4 separate regions of the Sus scrofa genome follow, and regions 1, 2 and 3 are each linked to region 4. Evidence: chromatin contacts called from public Hi-C data. All regions are on one chromosome and are shown on one strand. Each heading gives the region's core, a stretch centred on a gene start, on an enhancer-like site or on the middle of the called end of the contact. The rest is flanking DNA. Distances are from core to core; before and after follow the strand shown.

Region 1 (7,490 bases), core at 4,087-6,586, 130 kb after region 4:
CTTAAAAAGGTGGGGTTCCAGGAGTTCCCATCTTGGCACAGCGGAAATGAGTCCGACTAGGAACCATGAGGTTGCTGGTTTGATTCCTGGCCTCACTCAGTGGGTTAAGGATCTGGTGCTGCCATGAGCTGTGGTGTAGGCTGCAGACACGGCTCGGATCTGGCATGGCTGTGGCTGTGGCATAGGCCGGTAGCTCTAGCTCTGATTCGACCCCTAGCCTGGGAACCTCCATATGCTGTGGGCGCAGCCCTAAAAAGCAAAAAAAAAAAGGTGGGGTTCCAGATCGCAGGGGTGTCAGGCATTCTGAGTGCCCCTCACACTTGACCAAGGCACCTCTCACAGCAACTCCCTGGAGCCTTTCAGCACAGGGAAGAGCGGCATCGCATTAGGCAAGTGTGCTAGGTGAGTGAAGGGGGCTGTGGGGCCCCAGTGGAAAGGGACCCGGTTCATCTCACTGCGATAGGCCTGAAAGAAAGACAGTGTGTGGACTGTAAATGAACACCAGGCATGAGAGATTGTGGAGCCACAGCCAGGGGAAGGGCCACGGGGACTGTTCTAGCTCCAGCCGTAGCAGTGCTGGGCAGACTTGTGTTTGCTGTGGAGGCAGTGAGGTTGGTGCTCAGACAGAGGAAGCCAGAGCTGGGGGAGGGGGGGTGCTGCTGAGCAGACGTCCCGTGGGCTCCTAGGTGAGTTGGTTAGTTGAGAGGAGGGTGGATGGGCTGGGGATGGTGAAGAATCCAGAGGAATAGTGGAGGGAACAGGGATCTTCAGTCTGGAGAAGAGCAAAGTGTTACCCTGTGACAGAGGTGGTGCCTTGTTCTGTGTCCTCCCAGAGAGCAGAGCCAGTGGATTCCAGGTCAAAAGAATAATGCTAAGCAGTTCCTGTGTGGTTCAGCAGGTTAAGTATCTGGCATTGTCACTGCAGGGGCTTGGGGTGCTGCTGTGGCGTGGGTTCATACCTGGCCTGGGAACTCTTTTTTTTTTTTTTTTTGGCCACACCTGTGGCATACGGAAGTTCCCTGGCCAGGGATCCAATCCCAGCCGCAGCTGCAACCTAAATCACAGCTGTGGCAACACTAGCTTCTTAACCCACTGTGCCACAGCGGGAGCGCCTTTAAAATTTTTTTTCACTTTAAAAAAAGAATAATGTTAATAACAGGGGCGAAACAGGAATTACTGTTGTGGCCCAGCAGAAACAAATCCGATTGGCATCCATGAGGATGCAGGTTCAATTCCTGGTCTCGAGCTCAGTAGGTTAAGGATGTGGCGTTGCTATGAGCTGTGGTGTAGGTCACAGACGTGGTTTGGATCCCAAGTGCTGTGGCTGTGCCATAGGCCATCAGGTGCAACTCTGATTGGACCCTTATCCTGGGAACATGCTGCTGATGTGGCCCTAAAAAGCAAAAAAAGGGCAAAAACAGTTCAGTGGCAGTAGTAGTGCCTCCTCTGTGGCATGTATGGTGCTGGGTGTGTGTGTGTGTGTGTGTGTGTGTGTGTCTGTCTGTCTGTCTTCAAGCAAGAGCTATGGTGTGAGGGAGGCTGCACCTGGGGTGTGGGGTGTTAGGTGAGTTGCTTTATTATATATAATCTTTTGGATCCTATTAGTTAAAGTACTATCCATGTATATATTTTTCAGTCCTCCCAACCTCCCTAAGAAGTGGGCTGTTATTAACTCCCTGCTTCCCAGAAGAGGAGACTAGAAAACTTAGGGCATTTGCCCAAGGTCACGTGTCTTTTTTTTTTTTTTTGTCTTTTTGCCTTTCAAGGGCTGCTCCCGCAGCATATGGAGGTTCCCAGGCTAGGGGTCCAATCGGAGCTGTAGCCACCGGCCTACGCCAGAGCCACAGCAACATGGGATCTGAGCCGCATCTGCGACCTACACCACAGCTCACAGCAATGCAGGATCCTTAACCCACTGAGCTAGGCCACGGATCAAACCCGCAACCTCATGGTTCCTAGTTGGATTCATTAACCACTGCGCCACAATGGGAACGCCATGTGTCTAATTTATGATGGAGCTGATGTTCAAACCCAGGTCTGTGTGACTCCAAAATCTGGACCTTCAGCCTCTGGGTTTCTCTGTCCTGCTGCCTGTTACATAGCTAGTGCTCAGTGAAGGGTGACCATAAGATGGTTAACTTTCTAACCCTTCCATCCATCCAACCATGGAATAGCTTTCTCCCTGGCATCATGTTTCCGGACGTGCCCACAGAGGCTGCCTTGCCGGAGTGTCGAGTGGGTGGGGAGGTTGGTCTCCATCACTGAGCCCCAAACCAGCCATGCAGGATTTGAGTCTGTCAGCCTGGAGGAGATCTGGGTGCACAGTGGTGTCCTGGGCGGGCCAGCTCTCAGAGCACGTTCTTTCCTGGTGGCACAGGAAAGGTCAGGCCGACTTGGAATGCCTCCACTCTCACTCCTGAAGCGGGTTCTTCTTGCTACTTTTCTTTTTGGAGTATTTATCATCTCTGCGTTGAACCCCCGGCCATTTTAATATTCTAGCTATAAGTCAGCTTTCACTGGCAGTGGAGTGGTTTGTTAGAAACAGCTTACCTCCCCACCTCCCCATCCCTCCCCACGGGCAAGAGCCGTGGGGTTTGAGACGGGCCACATCATCTCTCAGAGCCTTGGTTTCCCCATCTGTAAATCGAAGGTGCTAGGATAAGTGACTTTAAAGTCAGTCCTGGAGTCAGGATTCTGCCGAGCTCCGGGGACCCTACCCTCTGCCGTGATGGAGTGGCATGTGTCTGAGTGAAGCACGGGTGGCACTGTCGCCCAGGGGGTCAGAGTCTCGGGTGTCACAAGTCAGGCCATGCCATTCGGCCTCTAGACACCTGGCTGCCAGGCTGGTGCTGGTCTGGACCCATCCCACAGGGACCTCTCCTGCCAGCAGGGCTGTGGAAAGCTGTGGTAGCAATGACCCGTCTCTCCTCCCTGGAGTCCTGAGGTAGCAAGGGGAGCTGGCCAGATACCGGAGACCTTTCTAGCAACCTCTGGGGAGTTCCTGTTTTATTTATTAGCCGCCATCCTCCCTCGTCTGCCCCAGGAAAAGTGCTGACCCTACGCTGTGCAGCCACACAGGGAAGCGGGCATCCATCAAGCCTGCTCTTTGTCCCTGTCAAGCTTAACCTCATTTAACCCCTGCATCGTCCTGCACTGTGAGGGAGAGACCAAGAGTCCACCACAGCAGGAGTTTTCAAAAATCACAGCAACTTTAGGAGGGGTCAGGGGGAAAGATGGTAGCCTTTCATTCTGTTAATTATATAATGGTAATGAGCATTATTGACTTGGCTTGATGACTGACTACAAAAGCGACTGTCTTTTAAGCCCCGGGTAGAGTGGTCTCTGTAGTCCTTACAGCAATCCCATGAGTGGGCCCTACTTCCTCTTTACAGATGGAACCCTGAGGCTTGGAATGATGAGGTGGGCCCTGGCACCCACACAGGTGGTCGGTAGCCAAAGACGCCCCCACTCCCTGCCCCATCCATGTGGAAGCTCATGTGGAAGTGAGTAGCCAGATTGGAGAGACAGGCTATGCTGCTTCTCCTAATTCATAGTTATCTGACATCCAGCTTCCCCTAGAGCTGGTAGTCCTGGAACTGTTCCCATTCAGGCCAGGCCTGTGTTGCACCTGAAAACAAAAATCAGCACGTGATGGAGATGGGAATATTTTCACTACAAGAAAGCAATAGACTGGGTTTTTTTGTTTTTGTTTTGCTTTTTTTTAGGGCCAAACCTGGGGCATATGGAGGTTCCCAAGCTAGGGGTCTAATCAGAGCTACAGCTGCTGGCCTACACCACAGCCACAGCAATGCGGGATCCGAGCCGAGTCTGCGACCTACACCACAGCTCACGGCAACACCAGATCCTTAACCCACTGAGCAAGGCCAGGGGCCAAACCTTTGTCCTCATGGATGCTAGTCAGATTCGGTAACCGCTGAGCCAGAAGGGGAACTCCTGTTTTGTTTTGTTTTGTTTTTTAATTCACATGAACTTAAAATAAGGATAGTTACTATCATTTCCCAAACACCCGATGCTTTAATTCTGCTGATAAAGTACATTGTTCTTTCCCAGTCGATCCCAGAAAAGGAGCTGCTGGTTTTACGGCCGGCTGGATCCCAGAGTAGACTCTGGGACTGGGGGGGGTTCTGTTTCTAGAGATCAGACGGGCCAGGTTTCCCTCAGGAAATGGGGCAGGGGGCTGGCTGGAGGAAGTCACCTCGGGTCAGGGGCAGCGTTGCTCAGAGCCCAGCCTAGGATGCCCCCTTTCACCTCACCTGGCTGCTCAGCCGAGGGCCCCACGCTGGGGGCACAGAGCAGAGAGCAGATCAAGGCCCTGCTGCCCCAAGTGCCCCCCAGGAAATGTGTGCGTTGTGTGCACACGCAGTGAAAGCGCGCCCTGTCTCCACGGTGCAGGGCGCCCTTTGTCCACACCTGCAGCCGCCCGAGCAGGGGGCCCTGGGTAGGTTTATTTTTCTTGGCTGCACTTTGTCGTCTCTCCCGTCGGCCATGAAGATTCCGGGCCCTCACTGGCTGTGGTTTCTGACATCCAGCCCCTTGTCCTCCAGCAGGTTTCCTCTCAATACACCTCCAGGGCTGGTTCTGTCCCTTTGGACTGCCACCTCTGCCACCCTCTTTTTCTTTTTCTCCTCTCTTTTTTTTTTTTTTTTTTTGCTTTTTAGGGCCACAGCTGCAGCATATGGGTGTTCCCAGGCTAGGGGTCAGATCGGAGCTGCAGCTGCCCACCTACACCAGTTCTCCTCTCTGCTTTATGGGGATTTCTTCCAGGCAGCTCTGTCTGGTCCCCACCGCTCCCCCACCTCTCATCTGGCATCTGCCCTCTCCAGCTCTCCCCCACCCCCCTTTTTCTAGACTGTCCATTCACTTCATTCACTCACTCTTTGGGCAAACAGGGATTGAGACCTGCTGCGTACCAGACCCGGGCCTGTTTCTGGGACCCCAGAGGTAAACCGGAGGTGGTCCCAGCCTCAGGGGGACAAGCTGGATGATTGCAGGGAACTGCAGCTGCCCAGGTACAGGCGCCCTCACAGAGCTAAGTTCAAGGTTCCCAGAAGAGCCTCTCGTCCTTCAACCCTGCCCAGGACCCCTGGGACTCAACGTGCCCTAGGAAGGGATGCAGTTTAGGAAGCCTGGGCTGTCACTTAGCAACTGGCTCCACCCCTTTCCTTCCCTGAACCCTGGAGCTGGGCCTAAGGGAATGAATGCGAAAGATGGGCCAGGGCTGTAAAGAGGCCACGTGGGGAGGCCTCAGCTGAGCTGAGCTGGCCTAGCGCTTTCCTTTCGAAGGTTACTCAGGCTCTGAGGGTCATCTTGGGCTAAGTCAAACTATAAATACCGCGCTTCCTGAAGGGATTACCTGGGCTCCGCTTCCCCTGCCTGCACCCTCCTTGGCTGGGCTGAGCCTTTTCTGGACCTGCCCTTCTTTTGGATTGCTTATCCCCTCTGCCAGGTGCCCTTCTTCAGCCACCTCTCCGGTTCCCTGCAGCCCAGCTGTGACGGCCAGGGTGGAAGGGGAAGGGAGAGACTGGCATCTGCGTTCTGGCCAAAGAGCCCCCATAGCCCAGGCTTCTCCTTCTGCCTGGCATCTCATCTCTCACTCCAGCCAGAGCAAGCCCAGGCTTGTCACACAGTCAGGACTTCTGGGGAGCACTCTGCTGGCTCCATCCCTAGAACAGGGACCTGGGGATGGAGCTTGGTAACCGAGCCTGGAAATGGAGCTTGGGAATTGCGGCAGGTATAAATAGGGCCGTCTCCTGGCTTGGGTGGACTGACTGTCCTGGGAAATCTCTGCTTCCCCTTGGCTGGTCTCAGACTTGGTGTCACATCCCAGTGGCTCAGGTGTGCCAGTTCCCAAAGCCACAGTAAGGGCCTCTTGGGGTCTGAGATCAAGAAGTGGAGGGACAGCCCGACTTGGCCGTTGGGGCAGACCTTTCTCCAGCTTTTCCTGCTCTCAGCGGTGACTCCTCCACCTCGCTCCCTCCCCGTGCACCATGCATTTGTCAGGTCCATTTTCAACTCAGCAGACATTGGTGAGAACCTGGGGAGTTCAGGGGGAAGCAGCCAGGCCTGTTGTCCTCCCGTGGGTTCTAGAGACTCCTCTCTTGTGTAGTTATCCTGAATTAACTAGTGCGAAGCATGCACGCGCGCATGCACTCATAGCCACACCCCAGCTCCACGCAAATTGGAAGGGATCGTTAGTATTCTGTCTCCCACTCTTCTCTCGGAACCCTCCCTTGGGGGTGGTATCGCCAGACACTATTCATTATCCAGGCCAAACCGCAGCGTCCACTGTCATTACCCTCCCCCTGCAACCCAGACGGCCGTGCCCTCTCGCCCCTCCCCCTTGCCCCTTGGAATCTGCTCTCAGCAGCACCTTGGGAGGCTATCTGTTGAACTAGCTGATGTTAAGGTTTAGAGGAGCGTGCTCTTTCCACTTCTGTTTTGCTGTGTTCACAAGGGGGATTCTTTTTTTTTTTTTTTTTTTTTGTCTTTTTAGGGCTACACCTGCGGCATATGGAGGTTCCCAGGCTAGGGGTCTAATCAGAGCTGTAGCTGCCGGCCTACGTGAGAGTCACAGAAACCCCAGATCTGAGTGGGATTCTTCAATCAGAGTGAGTACCTACCCCAGCCCAGCCCTTGTGACTCTGGCTCACTGGGTCTGCGGTGGGCCCTGGGACACTGGCTTTTTAACCAGCACCTCAGGAGGGCCTAGCACAAGTGATGTTTCGGGCAACCCTTCAAGACCGCAACTTGTGGAGTTCCCGTCGTGGCGCAGTGGAAACGAATCCGACTAGGAACCATGAGGTTGCAGGTTCAATCCCTGGCCTGGCTCAGTGAGTCAAAGATCCAGCGTTGCCGTGAGCTGTGGTGTAGGTTGCAGACACGGCTCGGATCTGGCATTGCTGTGGCTCTTGGCGTAGGCCGGCAGCTACAGCTCCGATTAGATCCCTAGCCTGAGAACATCCATATGCCGAAGGTGCGGCCCTAAAACAAACAAACAAAACCCCCACAACTTTTGCCTCTGTCCTCAGAAACGTGCATTCTTTGCTCAGTTCCCTGGCCACCTTAGTTACAGAAACCCATGGTTTTCATGGGCATTTTGTACCTCCCCTATATATATAGGTGTGTACCTGAATCATTCATTGTTTTATAAATCTCTCTTCGGTCAACTTTCTTAAGGATAAGGACCACGTCTGTTACTCTGTCTTTGACCTGGAGCTTATCTAGAGCAGGTGGAGACCTAAGTAGGGGCCACTAGATGCTCCTGCTGCTGAAACCCACAGATCCTGCCTGGCTCTGAACAGAGGCTCCCAGAGCTGCCAGCAACTGAAATCCTAGAGGTTGTGGGCCTTGGGCTCTCCCGTTCACCACCCTCAAGCCCCACCCACAGCTCCCCAAACTCTTCCGAATTTTCTGTGGCTGCTTCTCAGAACTTTATATACCCTTTTTCCTTAACAACTTTCATTGTATTC
Region 2 (6,810 bases), core at 2,048-4,547, 180 kb after region 4:
CTGTAGATACTCTTGGGTGAGTTGAGGCAGTTCCCCCTCTTTTCCGGTTTTCAGTGAGTTTTTAAATCATGAATGGGTGTTGAATTTTTCTGAATTTTTTTTCTGCACTAATTAATACAATCTTGTGATTTTTTTTTCCTCTTTAGTCTGTTAACATGGCAGGTTATGTTAATAATCTTCAAATATTGAACCAGACTTGTAAACCCGGAATAAACCCCACTTACGCATGATGTATAACTCTTTATATATTGCTGAATTCCCTTTGCTAATATTTTGCTAAGAGTTTTTCTGTCTATATTCATAAGAGATATTGGTGTACAGTCTTTCTTTTTCTTTCTTCCCTGATTTTGTCTGATTTTGGTAACATGGTAAAAATTGCTTTGTTAATTGATTGGGAAGTGTTTCCTCCTCCTCTGTTTTCTGGAAGAGACTGTGAGGATTAGTGTTAAATCGTCTTTAAACATTTTTGAGGGAGTTCCCGTGCTGGCTCAGTGGTTAACAAACTCGACTAGCATCCATGAGGATGCGGGTTCGATCCCTGGCCTCTCTCAGTAGGTTAAGGATCCGGCATTGTCATGAGCTGTGGTGTAGGCCGGTGGCTACAGCTCTGTTGGACCCCTAGCCCGGGATCCTCCATATGCCACTGGTGCAGCCCTAAAAAGACAAAAGAGAGAAAAACAAACAGACATTTTGGAGAATTCTCCAGTGAAACCATCTGGGCCTGGAGATTTCTTTTGGGGGAGTTGAAAGAAATAAGAGCTCCCTTCTAGGCCTCTACTGATCCCTCCCCAGCTGGAAGGGGGAGCAGTACCTCCTTACTGCTCCCCATGTGGCCTCACGGACATCCCTCCTGTGTCTAGTGGGGATGGTCTCCTTAGTGCAGAGCAGCAGTCAGAGTTCTGACTCTCTTCATTAGGCCTCTTCTGAGACCATCCCTCGTGGGCACAGGGTACTCTTTACCGCTGAGTATGGGGTAGAAATTCTGGCCCCCAGTTCAGCCTTTGCTGGCCAGGGTGTGGGTGGGGCCACAGGTTTTTATTGTGGGATTTGGCTGGAGTAGACCGATTATTGATTATTAACTAGCAATTCTCCATCTTGCTCAGCTGCCCCTTCCCAGTCCTTGGCCAGAGAGAACAGGATGTGGTGGGGCTTTTTTATTTTTTTCTTTCTTTTTTTCTAGCATATGGAGGTTCCCAGGCTATGGGTCAAATCGGAGCTGCAGGTGCCAGCTCGGATGTGGGATCCGAGCCTGCATCTTCGACCTATACTACAACTCAGGGCAAGGTCAGATCCTTAACCCACTGAGCAAGGACAGGGATTGAACCTGAAACCTCATGGTTACTAGTTGGGTTTGTTACCGCTGAGCCACGACAGGAACTCCTTGTGGGGCTTTTCTTGTCTGTGCTTGTTGGCATTTCAGGGTTACTTGCTCCTTCAGCTCCAAGTCCGGGCCACGGAGCTTAGCACTGTGCTGTTCCTTGGGTCCTGAGGCCCCTGGTTTGTCTCTCTTCTCTCTGCCTTTCACAGTCTTATGTTTGTTTTTACATAATGTCCTGGGGGTTTTAGTTCTACCTTTTGGGAGGAATAGAGAATTGTATCCCTATTCCATCTTCCTGGAATTGGAAGCTCTAAATAGTTTTCTAAATGGTGAGTTTTCTCTCCTAAAACATTAAAGTAGTTGGAGAAAAAAATTGAAACATTTAAAAGTAGGTGCTTTAAAATTCACAGCATTTTTTTCATTTAAAATATTTTATCTAGGAGTTTCCTGGTGGTTCAGTAGGTTAAGGATCCAGCATTGTTGCCATGGTGGCTCTGGTTTACTGCTGTGGCACAGGTTCGATCCCTGGCCTGAGACGATTCTCGTGCTGTGGGCATGGCCAAAAAGAGATATTTTTATCTATACCAAAAACATAACTGATTAGAATTTTAGGAGTTCCCATTGTGGCTCAGTGGAAGTGAATCCGACTAGGAACCATGAGGTTTCGGGTTTGATCACTGGCCTTGCTCAGTGGGTTAAGGATCCAGTGTTGCTGTGAGCTGTGGAGATGTGGCTTGGATCTGACGTTGCTGTGTCTGTGGCGTAGGCTGGCGGCTACAGTTCCAATTTGACCCCTAGCCTGGGAACCTCCATATTCTGCGAGTGAGGCCCTAAAAAGCAAAAAAAAAAAAAAAAAAAAAAAAAAAGAATTTTACTCCCCTGGCTTGAATGGAAGCAAACACATCAAAACAATTTTTTTGCCCAAATCCACTTTTGTGTACATAGGGACACACATGATTAGTCTGCCTCAGGCTACATTATGACAGGGCATGGCTCTGTTGGATCCTGCCTTTATTTAAAACTTTGCCAAAAAAACACAAAAACAAAACAAAAATGGCAAAAAAAAAAAAAAACAACCTTTGAAGATAAATCAGTAAACAAGTGGGAGTTCCCATTGTGCCTCAGTGGTAACGAACACAACTGGTATCCATGAGGATGTGGGTTCAATCCCTGGCCCTGCTCAGTGGGTTAAGGATCTGGTGTTGCTACGGCTGTGACATAGGCTGGCAGCTGTGGCTCTGATTTGATCCCTAGCTTGGGAACTTCCATATGCCACAGGTGGGGCCCTAAAAAGAAAAAAGAAAAAAAAAACTTTGGCATTTTTTGCATTAAGGATTTTTTTTTGCATTGATTTTTTACTTTTTAAAAAATATTGCATTAAATATTTGTCTTGTGACAGTGTTTTTTGGTGGCCCCTCAAGTTTTGCCTCTGAGACGACAGTCCCAACAGAGCCAGGCAATGTTTTGTTCCCTAAAGCGGTGGGCAGACTCCAGACTTCCCCACAGTTTGTATCTTTCCCTCCAAGAGACAGATTAACTCAGATGTAGAGAAAGGACAGCTGAGGAGGCAAGCGTGAGTCTCCCTGGGTGTGAAGGTTCTCCTGGGATAGGACGCTCTAAAAATAGGGCATAAGAATTGGAGAAATGAGGGTCTTTCCACTGAGGCCCCCACCCACCCAAAGGCCCAGGCTGTGCTACACATTCTGGACATGCCACTGCGTTAGGACCTCCACTCTCCCACTCCCAGCTGCCTGCAAGAAGGTCCCAGAACCTACCTGCCCCCAGAACAGGAAGAGGAGCTTCCAGGCCTCTTGGCGTCTGGGCTAACAGTGCTATTTTTCTCATCCAATTCTTGTGATATGGGATCTCCTAATTTTTACAGACGAAGCAGCTCGGGCTGCCCCTTGGGAAGAGAGGATGCTGCCATCCTAGCCCTCGGCATGCCATCCTCTCTTACCCTTCCCTCTGTGCCTGGTCCTGTGCCAGCTCTGGGCACACACTCAGGAATGCCTTGGACACCTGTCTGCTGCCTGCGCTGTAGGCTCAACCACCCCAAGAGCAGCTTGATGTCACCTTGTTGCCCTGCCCTGCTCGAACGCAATGTGCTTCTTCTACCCTCCTGCCCAGCCGGCCTCCTGCCCCGACTATATTTAGGACTTTCCATGGTTCTTACCTCCAAAGCATTCCACCGTTTCTCAGGGTCTACAGAGGGCCAAGGCAGAGCTCTTCAGACACCTCTGGTGGGAGAAAGCATTCCTCTAGCTATTTCTTGTTTCCATTGTCTCTCCCACCCTACTCAGGTTTTGGGTGAAAAGCCCAGTTTGTTGGAACATCATGGCTGGAGCAGGGCCTAGGAGGAGGCTTCCTGAAGCCTACTGGCCTCTACGGCTGAGTAGGTATTAATCCTTCATTGATGCTTCTCAACCTTTTTACCCCAAACAACCTCTTTTTATTATTTTTACCCCTCATGAAGCCCATATTTCGAAGGTTTTACCTTCCCTCAGAAGAAAATTTTATTACATAATAATTACTTTCCTAGTTTTTAGGTAGTCAAAGATTAACCTAAAACTTCCCATCAGCATGAAACAACTAGTTGCAATGCTCAAAGAAAAGAAATCTGATGGGTTTTTTTTGGGGGGGGTTGTTTATTTATTTGTTTGGACTTTTAGGCCCACACCCACAGCCTATGCAAGTTCCCAAGCTAGGGGTCCAATCAGAGCTGTAGCTGCCAGCCTACACCGCAGCCACAGCAACACCAGATCTGAGCAGTGTCTGCAACCTACACCACAGCTCATGGCAATGCCAGATCCTTACCCCATGGAGTGGGGGCCAGGGAATGAGCCCACATCCTCATGGATACTAGTCGGGTTCGTTACTGCTGAGCCACTACGGGAACTCCAAATTTGATGCTTTATTTTCTCCACGCATGATTTTAAAGTATGACAATAGCTCTAAGTCTCCCATTACAATGGAAAAGACGTTAGAGATCCTGTGGTCTGGCCCCTGCATTTTTTTAGGCAAATGAACTTGCTCAGAGAGAAGTTAATGATACAAGGTTACACAGTGTAACTTCTTTGGACACTGACTCCTTGTTTTCCCTGTGGCAGCATTTGGATTGGGGTCAGGGAGGAGGGATGGGGGGATGGGGGATGGGGGATGGGGGCGACGTTGCTGCTGGGGTGAGAGAAGGTGGGCTGTGCCTGACTTCCCAGGCCCTCTGTGCCCTGGGTCAGGTTCAGGGACCTGGGCTGCAGACCAGTGATGGGACCCAGACCAGGGATGCTCTACTGCCCAGACCCACAGCGCTGCCTCTCCCATCCCAGCTGAGGATGCACTGCCACTCTCCTCCCTGATGGCGTGGATTCTCTCCCCAAACCAAAGGAGGCGCCTTCTGTCCTCTAGCCTAGGTTCTGGCATTGTGTTCTTTACTGCCCACCTGCCTTCTGGATTCCCAATCTGCTCAATCTAAGCCGCATAGATTCAGCAGAGTTACTTTACAGGAGGAGGAGGGTGGGAACCCTGACTTTCTGAAAATGACACATCTGGGTCCTGGACGTGTGTGGGCAGGGGACTCCCTCCCCAGTCTCTTCTAACAGGCCCTGCTTCGCAGGTGACCTGGCGCTTCGGGATCCCGGGGCTGAAGAAAACCATGGACTGGTTTGGCTACTACGGAGGCCCCTGCCGCGCCCCCTTGCAGGAGCTGAACCCGGCCCAGGAGGAGGTGCTGCGTTTGGATTTCACCAGCAACGGCTGGCTCTGAGGACCAGGAGGGGACGGCCAACCTGCTCCCATCTCAGCACCTGCCTTGCACTGGCAGCCTGAAGAGGAACATGGGTGGCGAGGGTTCGAGGCTCCCTTTCTCGCTTCAGTCCTCCAGGTAGCCTCTCTCCTGGCACTGCCATCACGCTCATCTCCTGCTCTCCCAGCCCAACAACCTCTGGCATTTGTATCCTGAAATCGGGGTCTCTGGAGACCTTCAGCCTGGGAAGGAGCAAAGTGACTTGTCTCCCTACTGTTCCTTCCTCTCCCCTGAGACATGTGAACCAGCAGCCAGAGGGGACGGACAAGGGGGCAGTTGGGCACCAATAAGCCATGTTTTACCGAAAGGAAGACTGCTTAGACTTGGGGGTACAAACCCAAGTCCAGTACAACACAGCGGGAAACCCAGGCAACTCCTAGGAACCCAAGTTCTGACTCCTTGCACTCGTTTGGGAAACCTGATCAGAAAGGGGTCACTGGTCCTTCAATAGACCCCCGAGCTGCATTCTAGCCCTTTCCTAAATCTGTGTGCTTCATCTCACATCGTCTCTAGCCTTGATCCCCACGGTCAAGTGCACCAGTGAGACAGCCCCATGGCTTGCTAGAACTGGTAAATAATGACACCTGGTGGATAAATGCTATATTCTAGAAAACTGTTCTAGCCACCCCGAGTCTGAAACATTAGGAAAAGGGACTTGGCCTGAGACAGGACCATCCCCTTGTCTATACACACTCTGCTTCTATTGTTGAGAACAATTTGTTATTGCAATAAAGCTTAATAGGTTAAACTAGTGTGGCTATGTATGGATGGACACCCCACTGCTATGCAGGTTTCCTGCCCAGATGTCCAGAACCTTCCTAGAGCCAATTTAGCTCCCAAGGTCTGTTTTTTTCGCAGCTCTGAGAGAGGCCCAAAGGATACTGAGCAAACATAGGCAAGAGATTATTGGCAGCCTAGGGAAAAAGCTTATTGAGGTTTTAAATGAGAGAGGTAAGAGACAAAAAGGTTCAAGTGGGATATTTAAAAACACTTACCACATTAATTTAAAAGGCTCTTTTCTCTAAAATGTTTAATCTTATTCAGTGATATCTGACTAGTGGCAGAAAACCTGAGATGAATTTTTAAAAAAAAAAAAAAAAACTCTTTTGGTTAAAAAGGAAGGTTCCCATTGTGGCTCAGTGGGTTGCAAACCCGACAAGTATCCACAAGGATGCGGGTTCAATCCCTGGCCTCGATCAGCGGGTTTAAGGATCTGGAGTTACTGTGAGTTGTGGTAGAGGTTGCAGACGTGGCTCAGATCCTGCGTTGCTGTGGCTGTGGTGTAGGCCGGAGGCTGTGGTTCCAATTCAACCCTTAGCCTAGCAACTTCCATACACTGTAGGTGTGGCCCTAAAAGAAGACACACACACACACACACACACACACACACACACACACACACACTACACAAAAGGTAAACAGATACTTTTTTAGGGCAAGGGCTAGAGGAGAGAGTACAAAACGTATCAACCTTCAGCAGAAACTGAGCACCTGGGTTTGCCTCACACACAACTTCTGGAGGGTCTGGGCTCAGATGAGAATCAAGTTTAGGAAGGCGCAAAAGGGGCTAGGGAGGCAGGCTAGTGTATGGCTGAAGAGTTCAGTCTCTGGGCTTAAAGTGGCTGAGCTGAAGTTCTTGGCTCTGCAACTTAGTGCCTGCAGGACTCTGGAGAATAATTTAACTGTCCTGAAC
Region 3 (7,475 bases), core at 1,520-4,019, 200 kb after region 4:
TTCTGCCTATTTTACGGGGTTATCACTTCTTGCATTATCAAATGTGTGACCGAGCCACCAATAAAACTAATGATGACTAGGCGACTTGAAATGATTGACCAAACATACAGTCCTATAAGATCAGTGACGTAACAGTGCAATTCTAGATATGGGAAAAGACAACAAAAAAGAACCATTTCCTGGATGGTAACAGACTAATAAGACAGATAGTCCAGAGGCTTTTGGCTATAGTTAACAGGGTCTAGTCCAGTTAAAGCACATTTTTTTCAATTCTGTTACATTTATTACCTTTTTTTTTTTTTTGGTCTTTTTTCTAGGGCCCCTCATGAGGCATATGGAGGTTCCCAGGCTAGGGGTCGAATCAGAGCTGTTGCTGCTGGCCTACGCCAGAGCCACAGCAACTCGGGATCTGAGCCGCGTCTTTGATCTACACCTCGGCTCACAGCAATGCTGGATCCTTAACCCACTGAGCAAGGCCAGAGATCGAACCCGCAACCTCATGGTTCCTAGTCGGATTCGTTAACCACTGTGCCACGACGGGAACGCCTACATTTATTATCTTTATTAATGCTCAGGCCATCTCATCTTTGGCCAATAGACCCTATTCAGATTGTCTCCCGAGTCCTTTTTTTTTTTTTTTTTTTTTTTTTCCCATAAGTACAGTTGACTTACAAGGTCGTGTTAGTTTCAGGTGTACAGCAAAGTGATTCAGGATATATATATGTGTGTGTGTGTGTATGTGTGTGTGTGTATATATTTATACTTTTTCAGATTCTATTCCCTTATTGTTATTACCAAATATTGAGTATAGTTCCCTGTGCTATACAGTAGGTCTTGGCTGATTACCTACAGTAATAGCAGATTGAATGGTCTGTTAGTGAAGTCCTCACCCAACCTGGTGCCATGAGGCAAATTAGTCACGAAATGCCTCTCAAACTTTAGCTGAAATTAAGACCAAAAAGCAGGGATTGTAAAGCAAAGAATGTTGCTCATATCCAGTTCTACAAGCATCAAGTCATCAGCCACTGCAAGTTATTGGCCTACAGTACATTGAAAGGAATTCAGGGTGAAGATCAGGATGAGGCACTTTGTGCTCTGAGAAAACTCACAGCCCTTAGTTAGATATTTCCAGGAGAAATTTTAGGAACCTGTTTTTTGCATCTTCCCATACTTAGAAAAGCACTAAAACTGTTAACTAGGTATCTGTTGCTTGTGAATAGCAATAACCTTCTACCAAGATGTATGCTTGATTGTAGTACCTATTCCTCAAAATCACATATATACTGACCTCCCCTCACCTCTTCAGGACAGTTCTCAGACCTCTCTGAGAGACTGTCCCCCACGTTATAATCCTCAGGTTTGTTTTGAATAAAATATTCCATTTCTTTCTTAGATTGAATACTGACTAATTTTTCATGGGTAACTGTGCCCTCCAGTGACCTAATTACATTCCTCCTTTAAGACAACTCACAGCACACGCTGAACTTGAGGCCCTCGCTGACTCTCCAACCAACCTCCAAGTCACTGAACTTTTAATATGGAGTTTCCAGCTCTCAATATCGGCTCTTTTTCTTCTAGGCCTCAGAGAGCTGTGTGTCTTCAGCTTGTGGGCAGGGACTACATGGTCCTCTTTTCCACTAACAAAAATGTACTGAGCACCCACTGTACATTTAGACACTGAGGTTTTACAGTGATGAAAAAAAGGTCATGGACTCTTTTTTTTTTTCTTTTTGCCTTTTCTAGGGCCGCTCCTGCAGCATATGGAGGTTCCCAGTCTAGGGGTCTAATTGGAGCTGTAGCCACCGGCCTACGCCAGAGCCACAGCAATGAGGGATCCGAGCCGCGTCTTCGACCTACACCACACCTCATGACAATGCCAGATCCTTAACCCACTGAGCAAGGCCAGGGATCGAACCTGCAACCTCATGGTTCCTAGTCGAATTCATTAACCACTGCGCCACGACAGGAACTCCTGGAATTTTTTAGTCTCATGGGACCATACCTTTCTTCAATTAACAAATATGCTCTAGGAGTTCCCACGGTGGCTCAGCGGTCAACGAACCCGACTAGCATTCATGAGGACGCGCGGGTTCGATATCTGGCCTCCATCAGTGGGTTAAGAATCCCGCGCTGTGGTGAGCTGTGGTGTAGGTCGCAGACGCTGCTCGGATCTGGCGTTTCTGCGGCTATGGCGTAGGCCATCGGCTACAGCTCCGATTGGATCCCTAGCCTGGGAACCTCCATATGCTGCGGGGGCAGCCTTCAAAGTACAAAAAGGAAAAAAACCAAAAAAATATGCTCTAAGCATTGGGTCAGGCAGTGTGTAAGCTACATGAAGACTAGAGTTAAAAAAAAAAAAAAAACTTTTTATTTAGGTAGAAATTTTTGTTTCTTTGCTTCTCTTCTGTCTCTCCAGCAAACAGGAGGTGCTCAATACATATTTAATGAATGAGTGCACGATGCAACGACTCCAGATCAAGAGTTCTCCAGTCTCTCAGCTCGTTCATAATAGGCACTCAAGTAGACTGACTGATGAGGTAGGCGGCTTTATTGAAGGTTCCCAAACAGGCGCAGGCAATCGGAAGTTAAGTGCAGAGTAGGATCGAAAAAGCAGAGGGCGTGTCTGACCCGCCGCTGACTCTTGGAGCATGCGCAATCTTCACAGAAGGTGACGGGCGAAAACTGCGGAGGCCGCGATTGCGTAGGCGCTGGTTCTGATTGGTTGCTGTTTGCGCGCGAGGGGTCGTGCCTACTCGTCGCCAAGTAAACAGGGAGGGTGGGGGCGGGGCCAAGAAGCACCGTAATCTGGTTGGCCAGGCGCGGGTTGGGGGGTGTCGCGGATTGGTCCGGGCCGGAGCTCAGCTGTGTGGAGCGCACCGGGTCCCGGAGCCCGCGGCCTGAGGGATGGACGAGACGAGCCCACTAGTGTCCCCCGAGCGGGCCCAACCTCCGGACTACACCTTCCCGTCCAGCTCGGGCGCTCACTTTCCGCAGGTGCCGGGGGGCGCGGTCCGCGTGGCGTCGGCGGCCGGCCCAGCCCCCTCTCCGCCGGGCTCACCAGGCCACGACCGGGAAAGACAGCCACTGCTGGATCGGGCCCGGGGCGCGGCGGCCCAGTGTCAAACCCAAACCGTGGCGGCACAGGCCCAAGCCCTGGCCGCCCAGGCCGCGGCGGCGGCTCATGCCGCGCAGGCCCACCGCGAGCGGAACGAGTTCCCGGAGGACCCCGAGTTCGAGGCGGTGGTGCGGCAGGCCGAGCTAGCCATAGAACGCTGCATCTTCCCCGAGCGCATCTACCAGGGCTCCAGCGGAAGCTACTTCGTCAAAGACCCTCAGGGGGTGAGAGCGGGCTGGGGACCGAGGCCGCGGGCTTCGGGGAGGGTGGGCCTGCCGGGCGAGTTTGAGGCTTCGCACAGCCATAGGGAGAAGGGGGGCTGAAAGGCTGCAAAAGGGATAAACTTCATAGTGCCGAGCCTCTTGGCAGGATTTTGGAGTGCCATTGAGGACTGGAGATGGAGAAGCTCTGCGGAATGAAGAAATAAATCAGAACTTATTTGGTAGGGGAGGAGGGAGCGGAAAATGAAAAGAGGAAATTGACCAGATACAGGCGAAGGGCCCGGCAGTGTGGTGGGGCAATCGGCCTCTGGACAGAAACGCGGGGAAATGCTGCTTTCTACTAGGTTCCTGAGCTTTAAACTATAGAGACTGCTATTTGTCCACTGACTTAACAAATTTAAGCCCGTTCTCTCTTTATGGACAGAACCAGTGTTGTCGCTGTGCATTGAGGAGAATGGGTGACCCATAAGGGGCTCTGAGGGTTCTTTTCCATCTTTCTGTGCTGTGGAGATGTCTCCTGCTACCGTCCCAGGTCTCTTATTGGCAGACGTTGGTGATAGAGTGGGTGGATTCACCAGTTTCATATGTACTGATCATTGCTCACTTCTGTGAAATTGTTCAAATCCTCTTTTATGGTTCCTCAGTTTAGAATGTGAAGTTTGAGAAACATGGGACTATCAACTACCTTTTAACCTTCACTTTTTACCTAGGACACTCAGAAGTTTGCTTTTTTCAGGAAGGCGAAGTGTTTGGCTGACCTCTGTTTTATCACTGGCATGTATTTAAAGGAGGTTGGGGATGGGAAGGAATGGGGCATGAAGCGATCAGGGCAGCTGACAAGTGACTTTTATACTTTTGATAATTGCAGAAGAATTTAAGGCATTTAGATCAAACTAGAGGTATCTTTGGAATATCAGTGAGTCAAAAAAATATCAAGTCTTCCCTGTTAAAGTTCTCGGCTGGACCAGTATGGTTTATTGGAAAAATATATTATTGTTATAGTTATTAGAAGGGTGGGTATCAGAGCTCTCTTAAATTTCCCCTGTGTGTCAGATGGGTGGTGCTGAGTGGCCAGGATGGATGGTCACTTTGCAGCTCTTGGTTAGGTTCATTGAAGGGTCCGATTATTCTCCCAGATGTTGCCCCTGAATTACCATCAAGAACCAGAGAGCAAATCTGCTCTCAACTCAATTAACATAAACTGAGATGGGGGAAAGCTTTGAGAGTAAAATCTTTCCAAGTCCCTTAAATGAGAGAGCAGTGAGTTAAATTGAAAGCTCAAAGGGGAACTGTCACTTCTAGAAAGAAAGAAAGGTGGGTGTCCTGAGGTGTTTTTTGTTTTGTTTTCTTTTGATTTGGGGTTTGTTTTTTTTTTGTTTTGTTTTTTTGGCTGCACCCCCAGCAGCATGAGGAAGTTCCTGGGCCAGGGATTGAACCTGAGCTACACCAGATCCTTAACTCCTTGCCCTGAAGTTTAATGCAAGATGTTTTTGTCTTTTTAATTTGGTAACCAGAATGAGATCTAAGATATGAGTGGTTTTTATTTTATTTTGTTGTTGTTAGCTTGTTGGCTGATGTAAGAAGGGACTGAGATTGTTAGGTACAGAAGTAGGAGGAAGGTTTTCATTTTTCTGTTGTGACACTGTTACAGCGCCACTGGAAAGTGGGTCAGGTGAGCTAAGAAGTGATCTGGTGCTCTGACATGTGGGTGTAACGTGATCTCTCAATTCTATCTGGCAGGTAAAGTACCACTACATTGGTCCATAGCCACAGAGAATGGCAGACTATGGATATGCTTCTTGGTAATTGCAAGATCTTAGTCTCTCAAATTTCCTGGCCACTGCCCTTTCTTAGAGGGGAAATCAAAACACATATGGCCGGACAAAACCTATTAATTTAACCATCCTGTTCCCATTGAGGAGAATGTGGTTCAGAGCAGAGGCTCACTTCCTAAATGCTGTGGTAGATTGTATTGGACCACAGACTCGCTGTAGTTGGTTTTATCATCTTTGGTTCTGCTCCAAAGTGTGTTTATTTATTTTATTTAAAAATACTTTATTTAAAAATACTTAGCTTTTGGAGTTCCCATCATGGCTCAGCAGTTAACGAACCCAACTAGTATCTGTGAGGACGCTACTTTGATCCCTGGCCTTGCTCAGGGGTATAAGGATCCGGTATTGCCATGAGCTGTGGTGTAGGTTGCAGGTGCAGCTCTGATCCCATGTTGCTGTGGCTTTGTCTTAGGCTGGCAGCTACAGCTCTGATTTTACCCCTAGCCTGGGAAGCTCCATATGCCATGGGAGCAGCCCTAAAAAGACAAACAAACAAACGAATGAATAAATAAATAAACAAAAATACTTAGCATTTGGGAGTTCCCGTTGTGGCGCAGCAGAAACAAATCTGACTAGTATCCATGAGGATGCGAGTTTGATCCCTGGCCTCGCTCAGTGGGTTGGGGATCCAGTGTTGCCATGAGCTGCGGTGTAGGTTGCAGACTCGGTTTAGGTCCTGCGTTGCTCTGGCTGGGGCATAGGCCGGCAGCTGCAGCTCCTATTCGACCCCTAGGCTGGGAACTTCCATATGTGGGTGCGGCCCTAAAAAGCAAAAAAAAAAAAAAAAAAAAAAAAAAAAAATTTAAAAAACCAAACCAAAACAACAACAAAAAAAACGCTAAACATTTATTGTATGCCAGGTACTATTTAAAGTGCTTTACAAATAATAATTCACTTAATACTTGTAACACCTTTGGAAGGAGGTACTATTATCCCCACAGACAGTAACACCAAGGCACACAGTATAACTAATTCACCCAGGGTCTCCCAGCTGGTAAGTGGGAGGCAAGATTCCGACCCAGGCAGACTGGCTCCAGAGTTCATGCTTCTAACCACTATGTCCTGCTGCCTCAGAGTTAGTCATCTGAATCTCTGGTTTGTCTTTTCAGGTACCATATTGGTTAGGGCTAAATTTGGCTCTGCGTGACAGAAAATTTTAAATAATAATAATAACTTGAGTAAAAGTGTATTTGACTTCATAAAAGGAGTCTACAGGCTGCTCAGAGCTGGCATGGCGTTTCACTTTATTAGGGATGTACTATGAACAGTATGCATCCTTCCATCCAGCTGGCCAGCTAGCTCTAGCTTGTGGCTTCTACTTCATGATCCAAGAAGTCTGCTTAAACTGCAGACATCCTGTCTGCTTTTCCGCCCTTTGGAGGAGAGGGAGAGGATGCCCTGTCCCTGTAAGATATTTCCTAGAAGTTGCACCAGACTCTTCTCCTTACATCCTGTTGTCTAGAGCTTGGCTGCAGTAGTGGCTGGGAACTATAGTCTTTATTTTGCCAGCTGAAAATAAGGACCCGTGTCCAAGGAAGAAGAGGGAAAGAGAGTGGGGGAACCAGCAGTTTCTGCCACAGGTACTTTTGGAGCTGGATGATCTGACAGGTTTTTGAGGATAATAGCCTCGATTCTCTTTCCAGTTTAGGATGGTTTCTTCCTAAGGATGAACAAGTGGGGACCTGGAACAGTAAAATGGAAAATGCTCAATCAGGAGTCACAGCTGAGGGTGCTCATATTACCCTCCTCACCTACATCCTTGTGCAGCAGGTCTCATGCTCAGTCACCTGCCAAACTATTTTTGGGGCATTTTCGGTTTTGAGAGGCTGATAATACTAGATGTGCATATTGCCAAATCATAGAACAGCATGTGATTCACTGGTTTATTAAGAGGATTCAATGAGATATCACACATGAAAGCTGCTGACATAGTTCCTGTTGCTTAGCAGGAGTTCAGATTGTTTTTTTAGGGCTGGAGGCGGTGGGGGGGGAGAGGGTGAACACCCATGGCATATGGAGGTTCCCAGGCTATGGGTTGAATCGGTGCTGTAGCTGCTGGCACAGCAGCTCGGGATCTGAGCTGTGTCTGCAACCTACACCACAGTTCACAGCAATGCCAGATCCTTCACCTGCTGAGTGAGGCCAAGGATCACACCTGCATCCTCATGGATACTAGTCACATTCGTTTCCCCTGAGCCACAACAGGAACTCCAGAATGCTTCTTTTTAATTTAGATGCCCTCTGACCTCTGGATTAAGCTTTCTTGGATACTTGGCATTGAATAAGGCAAAGGTAGTATAATTTTGA
Region 4 (6,776 bases), core at 450-2,949:
GCAGTGGTTAACGAATCTGACTAGGAACCATGAGGTTGCGGGTTCGGTCCCTGCCCTTGCTCAGTGGGTTAACGATCAGGCGTTGCCGTGAGCTGTGGTGTAGGGTGCAGACGCGGCTTGGATCCCGAGTTGCTATGGCTCTGGCGTAGGCCGGTGGCTACAGCTCCGATTCCACCCCTAGCCTGGGAACCTCCATATGCCGCAGGAGCGGCCCAAGAAATGGCAAAAAGACAAAAAAAAAAAGAAGTAGTGGAAACTGGGAGTTCCTGTCATGGCTCAATGGTTAACAAACCCGACTAGCATCCATGAGGACTCGGGTTCGATCCCTGGTCCTGCTCAGTGGGTTATGGATCCAGCACTGCTGTGAGCTGTGGTGTAGATCACAGAGGCAGCTTGGATCTGGCATTGCTGTGGCTGTGGCTGTGGCTGTGGCGTAGGCCGGCGGCTACAGCCCTGGTTGGACCCCTAGCCTGGGAACCTCCATATGCCACTGGTGCGGCCCTAAAAAGATAAAAGACGGGTGGGAAAAAAAAAAAAAAAAAGTAGTGGAAACTGCCCCAGAAGAAGAAATGAGTAGAGGACAAAAAGGGCAGGACACAATATCCATAGATTCCAGCTGCTGTCACCAATCAACAGTCCAACTGGCCCCCCTCACTAGCCTCCTGCTGCCCTGACCCTCCCCCTTACCTCCTTGTGGGCAGCCGAGTTAGACTCCCAGAAGCGCTGCACTTTGCTGAAGGTGACATTTGTGCAGTCGGAGAGGCCACTCAGGAAGGTGCCTGAAGATTTCTCTGTGAGAGCCGGGGCCACCTCTTCTTCTTCCATGACTGTCTCAGGGGCTTCACTTTTGCCCAGGCGCAGAGACCCTGACTGCATCTCATTATGCAACTTCACTGCATCAACTGTCAGGTTGCTCTTTCCTGAGAACCGGGGGCATAGGGTAAGGCCCTTATTTTAACCCAAGCCGCCTTTTGGCCAAGAGAACAAGAACCCTAGGAAACAAACCTGTGGAGTCCAGGCCCCCAACCCGAGAGGCTAAATTCCGAACGCGGTCTGCCTCATTATCCCATTGTACACCTAGAACTTAACTCAGAAAGGGAACCCTCCAGGTAAAAGTTTCGCCGGTAGGAGTCAGCTAGGGGCTGCGGCGAGGGGCTTGGTTGAGAGATTAAGATGAAAGCGACTCGCAAAGAGTCACTAAGGTTAATTCCAGCCGAGAGTACTGACTATGATACTCCTGGTACCCTAGCCAAGTCATTTCCCTCCTGTGGACTCAGTTTCTGCATCTGTTAAATGGGGAAGGTGGACCTTTACAGCAGGCTCCAGATTGAACATTTTAAGAGAGGAAAGGCCGATGGTTGCTCCCCAAAGCCTCCAGAAGGCTCAGATCCATCAGGATCCAGCCCCGCCCAGAACCCCTCCGCCCGCAATGCCTTGGGTTGTCACCCTGCTACCTGAGGGCGGACTGAAGAAGCGGCTGCGGGCGGCCTGGCGGTGACGGCAGATGGCAGGGTTGCTTTCGCTGCTATGGCCTTTCTTCCAGCGCTTCAACTTGGCCGAGACGCCGGAGCGCAACTTCCCCGAGCGACCCATGTCGACTAAGCCGAGAGTGACTTTAAAGGACTAAGTTCCAGGGACCTAGAAACACGCGCAGGACCCACGTGGGTCCGCAGCCCACTTCACTTCCTCTTCCTCTGGCGTAACTTCCGCATTCGCGTCCGTCACCATGGCAAGAGCATCAACATCCGGTTTCACCTAGCGTCCAGGTTCTGATAGGGAGGGGCTCCTGAGAGATCTGCTTCTAGGGAGGAAGTTTTGGTGCTGCCGAGTCTCTAGGGCTCTTAGTCCAAGGCTTCGGTTCTTGGCTACAGAGGAGTGTCCTAAAACTGGAATTCCTTTGCAGGTTAAAGAAACATCGGAGGTCCCTGCTGGCCTCGCGGTTAAGGATCCTGCAATTGTCACTGCTGTGGCTCAGGTCGCTGCTGTGGCTTGGGTTCAATCCCTGGCCTGGAAGACGTGGCCAAAAAAAAGAAAAAGCAACCAGTGATGCTCCAAACTGGAGTTCCCTCGCGGCTCAGCGGGTTAAGGAACTGGGGTTGCCGCTGCTGTGGCTGCATGCCACAGTTGGGGCCAAAAAGAAAAGAAAAAAATAGCTTAGCTATTTTCATTTAATAATGGAGATATCCACTTGCTAAACCACCCCTGGCCTTATGATAGCACTCAAATCCCCCTAAATTAATCTCTTCTAATTCCACTTCAAAACCAGAAACCAATCCAGAACTGATTCCCACTCTCCTGATTCCCTCCCACAAATCCTTTATCTAGAGCCAAACTTTACAAAAGACCTTCCCTCCCTTCTCTTGCAGGGCAGAATTTCAAGATTCCTCTGGAATTCCCTCCCTCATTTCAAATCAATAAATCTAATTTTGTCAGACATTTGATCCTGGAGCTTTTGGCTGATTAGGTTCTAAATATCTGTCAACTTTAAAAAATTGCACAGGATCCCCGCTGTGGCACAATGGGATTGTGACATCTTGGGAGCAATGGGTCCAGTGTTCCATACCCAGCCCAGCATAGTGGGTTAAGGATCCAGCATTGCCATAGCTTTGGCTTAGGTCAAGACTGTGGCTCGGATCTGATCCCTGGCTCGGGAGCTCCATATGCCATGGGGCAGCTGACAATGAAAAAAATAAAAAATAAAAATAAAGATGAAAAAATTGCACAACCTGAAGTTTTATTTGGGGCAAAATTAGGACTTAAGCCTGGCAGACAGCATCTCAGGTAGCCTTGAGAAAACTGCTCCCAGGAGGTGAGAGGGGACCTGGGATATATATACAAGTTTTTGCAACAAAGGGAAGGTAGTAGGAACAAAAGATTTACAGAAAATATTTACAGAAAATCAGTTTCTCTGGGAAGATGTAAAGGTCTGGGCTTACTGAAATCACTCCTTTGATAGGCACCTCCGCTATGGGCCAGTCTTCTTTGTTTCTTTCCTGAGTGCTCTCAGGGCTCACCAGCTCACCCTTGGGAGTGGCTGCACTCAGAGGTGACCTTGACATCTTTTGTTTTGTCCACTTCACTATAGCCCAGGAGGCAGTATTTCAGACAGCTCTGGTGCTCCAAAGAGGAAAGGGGAAATATCAAGGTATAAGTGATAAAGGGGAAGGGGAAGTGGACACAGCCAAGCATGCATTTACAGACATTTTGCTGCTGATCTCGTCATCATGAAGGATCTTAGTGTTTTTCTAGATATGAGGAGAGGCAAGAATTGGGCTCATAGGAGTTCCCAGGTGGCACAGCAGAAACGAATCCGATTAGTAATCATGAGGTTTCGGGTTCGATCCCTGGCCTCACTCAGTGGGTTAAGGATCCGGCGTTGCCGTAAACTGTGGTGTCGGTCGCAGACCCAGTTCGGATCCCGAGTTTCTGTGGCTATGGTGTAGGCTGGCAGCTGTGACTCTAATTGAACCCTTAGCCTGGGAACCTCCTTATGCTGCAGGTTTGGCCCTAAAAGCAAGCAAGCAAGCAAGCAAGCAAGAAAGAAAGAATTGGGCTCATAAGATCTTCTCCTAAAAATATCTAACTATCTGAAGACCTCTTCCAGTTTTCCCAGAGCACAGGTGCCTCACTCCTGGTCTCCACCCTGCTGGGCTCCACTCAGGCAGTGCTGCGGGTATGTAGCTGCAGGGGCTCGTGATTTAATTCATGTAGAGGTGGCTGGCACGTGCAAACTCCAGGTCACGCATTCGTTTTACACACATTGTTTTTAGCTCCCACTAAGTAAAACACTTCAATGAGTCAATCTTCTAAATGAAACAGAAGCTGATTAAAATTTGAATCCTGCTTCTTTCACTGAATACAATGTGACTTTCTCCCCTTGTTATGAAATGACCCTGTCCCCCCAAATTCAAATGTTGAAATTCTAACTCCCAAAGATAACGGTAGTAGGAGGTGGAGCTTTAGGGAGGTGTTTAAGTCATGAAGGTGGACCCTCATGGATGGAATTGGTGTCTTGCAAAAGAGAGTACGAAGAGATGCCCATCCCTTTCCTCCATGTGAAGACAAAGTAGGAAGGCACTGGCTATGAACTAGAAAGTGGACCCTCACCGATCACACTGGCTCTCTGATCTTGAACTTCCAGTCTCCAGAACTGCGAGAAATTAATTTCCGTTGTTGATAAGCTATACAACCTTTGGCATTTTATTATAGCAGCCTGAGCAGACTAAGTGGCCCTTGTTCTTACATATCCTTCTGGAACAGAGCTTTCCACAAATGATTGCAGCTGATCTTTGGGGACCTTGTGGAGAACACAGACACCTAGCATCCTTTCCACAATAAAAATGCCATAAGGACAGGGTTTTCATTCTGCCATTTCCATTTCTTTATTTTTTATTTTTTTGCTATTTCTTTGGGCTGCTCCCGCGGCACATGGAGATTCCCAGGCAGGGGTCGAATCGGAACTGTAGCCACTGGCCTACACCAGAGCCACAGCAACGCAGGATCCGAGCCGCGTCTGCAAACTACACCACAGCTCATGGCAAGGCCAGATCGTTAACCCACTGAGCAAGGGCAGGGACCAAACCCGCAACCTCACGGTTCCTAGTCGGATTCATTAACCACTGCGCCACAACGGGAACTCCTATTTTTTAAATTTATTTTTTATTTTCTCAATACATTATTTTTTCTTCTACTGTACAGCATGGTGACCCAGTCACACATACATGTATACCTTCTTTTTTCTCACATTATCATGTTCCATCATAAGTGACTAGACGTAGTTCCCTGTGCTACACAGCAGGATCTCAGTGCTAATACATTCCAAAGGCAATAGTCTGCATCTAAAAATATGGAACGCTTCATGAATTTGCGTATCATCCTTGCACAGGGCCATGCTAATCTCTCTGTGTCATTCCAATTTTAGTATGTGTGCTGCTGAAGCGAGCACTGTCACTTCCATTTCTAGCACCTGGAATACTGCATGGTACTTAGAAGGTATTCGTCAAATTACTGTTGAATGGAAGTTCCCGTTGTGGCTCAGTGGTAACAAACCTGACTGGTATCCATGAGGACACGGTTTCAATCCCTGGCCTTGCTCAGTGGGTTAAGGGTCTGGCGTTGCCATGAGCTAGTTCACAGGTGTGGCTTGGATCCTGCATTGCTGTGGCTGTGGCCAGTGGCTGTAGCTCCAATGCAACCCCTAACCTGGGAACTCCCATATGCTGAAACTGCACCCCTAAAAAGCAAAAAAAAAAAAAAAGAAAAGAGAGAGAGAGAGGAAGACAATAGTGAAGGCTTGGGATAAGTTCCTGGTTCCTCCTCAAGGAATATACCTAACAATATCTTTGAGCCCTTCCGCAGAATTAAATCCCCAACAAATGGAAGATGTTAACTACTTGAAGGAACATTCTTCACTCCAGGAAGAAGGAGGACCACAAGAAGCATTCCTGGGGCCACTAACAGTGCAATCTGGCTTCTACTCTGATCCTTGTCTGTGACCCTATCTTCCGCTCCCCAAACTATCAAACCACCATGTGGGGAACAGTCTTTAAGGCATTAGCCTGCTGTGGCCTCTTTTGCCTGGCAAAGCCATAAAAGCTATCCTTTTCTCCTTCACCCAAAACTCTGTCTCTGTGTTTCTCTATTTGGCACCAGTGGACAGAGACCAAGTTTCAGCAACAGGTTCGAATCTGTACTTAATAAGCAGCAAGAATTTAACCTCTCTGAGTCTCCATTTTGTGTTCTGTAAAGTGGTTATAATAACAACGAACCCACTGGGCTACTCTGAGAATTCAATACAAAATATGTGTGTGTGTGTGTGTGTGTGTGTGTGTGTGTGTGTCAAAATATGCACAACTCCGAAAATGTTGGTGGTACCTGGTGAGAGGTGCCATGGTACACTTTTGCCACCAGAGGGAGCCCTGCAAACTATCAGTTAAAGCGAAAACCCTGCAGAGAGGCCAACAAACAGCAACAATGGCTGAGCTGACTAGGATTTTGCAAATCAGATCCGGAGATGAAGAGGCCCCCAGTGGTGGCAGCTTTCGCACCCTTTTCCTAGGCAACAGACACTGAGGACCTGCAAATTGAGTCTGTGTCATAACTGGATACCCATCCTGGAAGAAGCACCAGTCTGGAACGGGCATTGGAGAGGCCATAGGCTACCTGCTGGCCCTCCATCCTGAGCCATCTGCTCAGAAAGCATGTGGTGCTAGGAGAGGCGACAAGAGACATCTAGGTGGCCTGAGCACACTCTCTCCCACCCTGTCCCCCCAGGTTTACCTTTTTGGTAAAAGACCAACCTCCTTGACCGTGAATTCCAGCAACATCCTGCACCCAGAAGCATTAGCCATCTCCTGGACTAGCCACATATATATGGCTAATAAGGATCACTCAGTTTTGCGGGATGGGTTCTGCAGTCAGAGCCGCAGGGTTAGAATCCAAGTACTACCGCTTGATTCCTGTGGTTTTTTGTTTTTGGTTTTTTTTAGCTTTTTAGAGGCACACCGGCGGCTTTTTGAGATTCCCAAGCTAGGAGTCCAGTCGGAGCTACAGCTGCTGGCCTACACCACAGCTCATAGCAGTGCCAGATCCTTAACCCACTGATGGGGGCCAGAGATCGAACCAGCAACCTTATGGTTCCTAGTCAGATTCGTTTCCTCTGTGCCACCATGGGAAGTCCTGTGAGTTTTTTGTAGCTTTTTTTTTTTTTGATTTCTGACCTTGAGCAAATCACCTTACTCTCTGAGCCTCAGCTTTCTTCATCTGTAAAATGGAGA

Evidence for each region. Hi-C and Micro-C count contacts between places; a contact is called where the count stands out from the background.
Region 1: a Hi-C map of skeletal muscle shows a contact between it and region 4, with 5 times the contacts expected there. The contact joins the enhancer-like site here to the promoter of RRP12 in region 4. A contact is called at or near these places in 1 of 5 promoter capture datasets (liver), 18 of 47 Hi-C or Micro-C datasets (alveolar macrophages, blood, embryonic fibroblasts and 9 more) and 2 of 2 datasets of contacts at active chromatin or transcription factors (alveolar macrophages and skeletal muscle).
Region 2: a Hi-C map of skeletal muscle shows a contact between it and region 4, with 2.8 times the contacts expected there. The contact joins the enhancer-like site here to the promoter of RRP12 in region 4. A contact is called at or near these places in 11 of 47 Hi-C or Micro-C datasets (embryonic fibroblasts, heart right ventricle, liver and 6 more) and 2 of 2 datasets of contacts at active chromatin or transcription factors (alveolar macrophages and skeletal muscle).
Region 3: a Hi-C map of heart right ventricle shows a contact between it and region 4, with 3 times the contacts expected there. The contact joins the promoter of PI4K2A here to the promoter of RRP12 in region 4. A contact is called at or near these places in 3 of 47 Hi-C or Micro-C datasets (embryonic fibroblasts, heart right ventricle and omental adipose tissue) and 1 of 2 datasets of contacts at active chromatin or transcription factors (alveolar macrophages).

Annotation. Positions count from the first base shown.
Region 1 is chr14:108,928,200-108,935,689 of Sscrofa11.1, forward strand. All of the region lies in intron 1 of UBTD1 (ubiquitin domain-containing protein 1), which reads left to right. Among named protein-coding and RNA genes, the nearest start is that of HOGA1, 27 kb to the right of the region's middle. Within about 2 kb of position 5,337, at least 9 of the 83 cell types and tissues checked have an H3K27ac peak or open chromatin away from gene starts, as enhancers often do. A contact at or near this core is called in skeletal muscle, where this site is marked.
Region 2 is chr14:108,980,509-108,987,318 of Sscrofa11.1, forward strand. HOGA1 (4-hydroxy-2-oxoglutarate aldolase 1) reads left to right here. Exons shown (of 7, transcript NM_001190169.1): 7 at 4,929-5,865. The coding sequence ends at 5,078. Among named protein-coding and RNA genes, the nearest start is that of MORN4, 16 kb to the right of the region's middle. Within about 2 kb of position 3,298, at least 3 of the 83 cell types and tissues checked have an H3K27ac peak or open chromatin away from gene starts, as enhancers often do. A contact at or near this core is called in skeletal muscle, where this site is marked.
Region 3 is chr14:109,005,374-109,012,848 of Sscrofa11.1, forward strand. It overlaps PI4K2A (phosphatidylinositol 4-kinase type 2-alpha), which reads left to right and starts at 2,770. Exons shown (of 9, transcript XM_001929034.6): 1 at 2,770-3,339. The coding sequence starts at 2,905.
Region 4 is chr14:108,803,814-108,810,589 of Sscrofa11.1, forward strand. It overlaps RRP12 (RRP12-like protein), which reads right to left and starts at 1,700. Exons shown (of 34, transcript XM_021072760.1): 1 at 1,455-1,700; 2 at 688-920. The coding sequence starts at 1,593.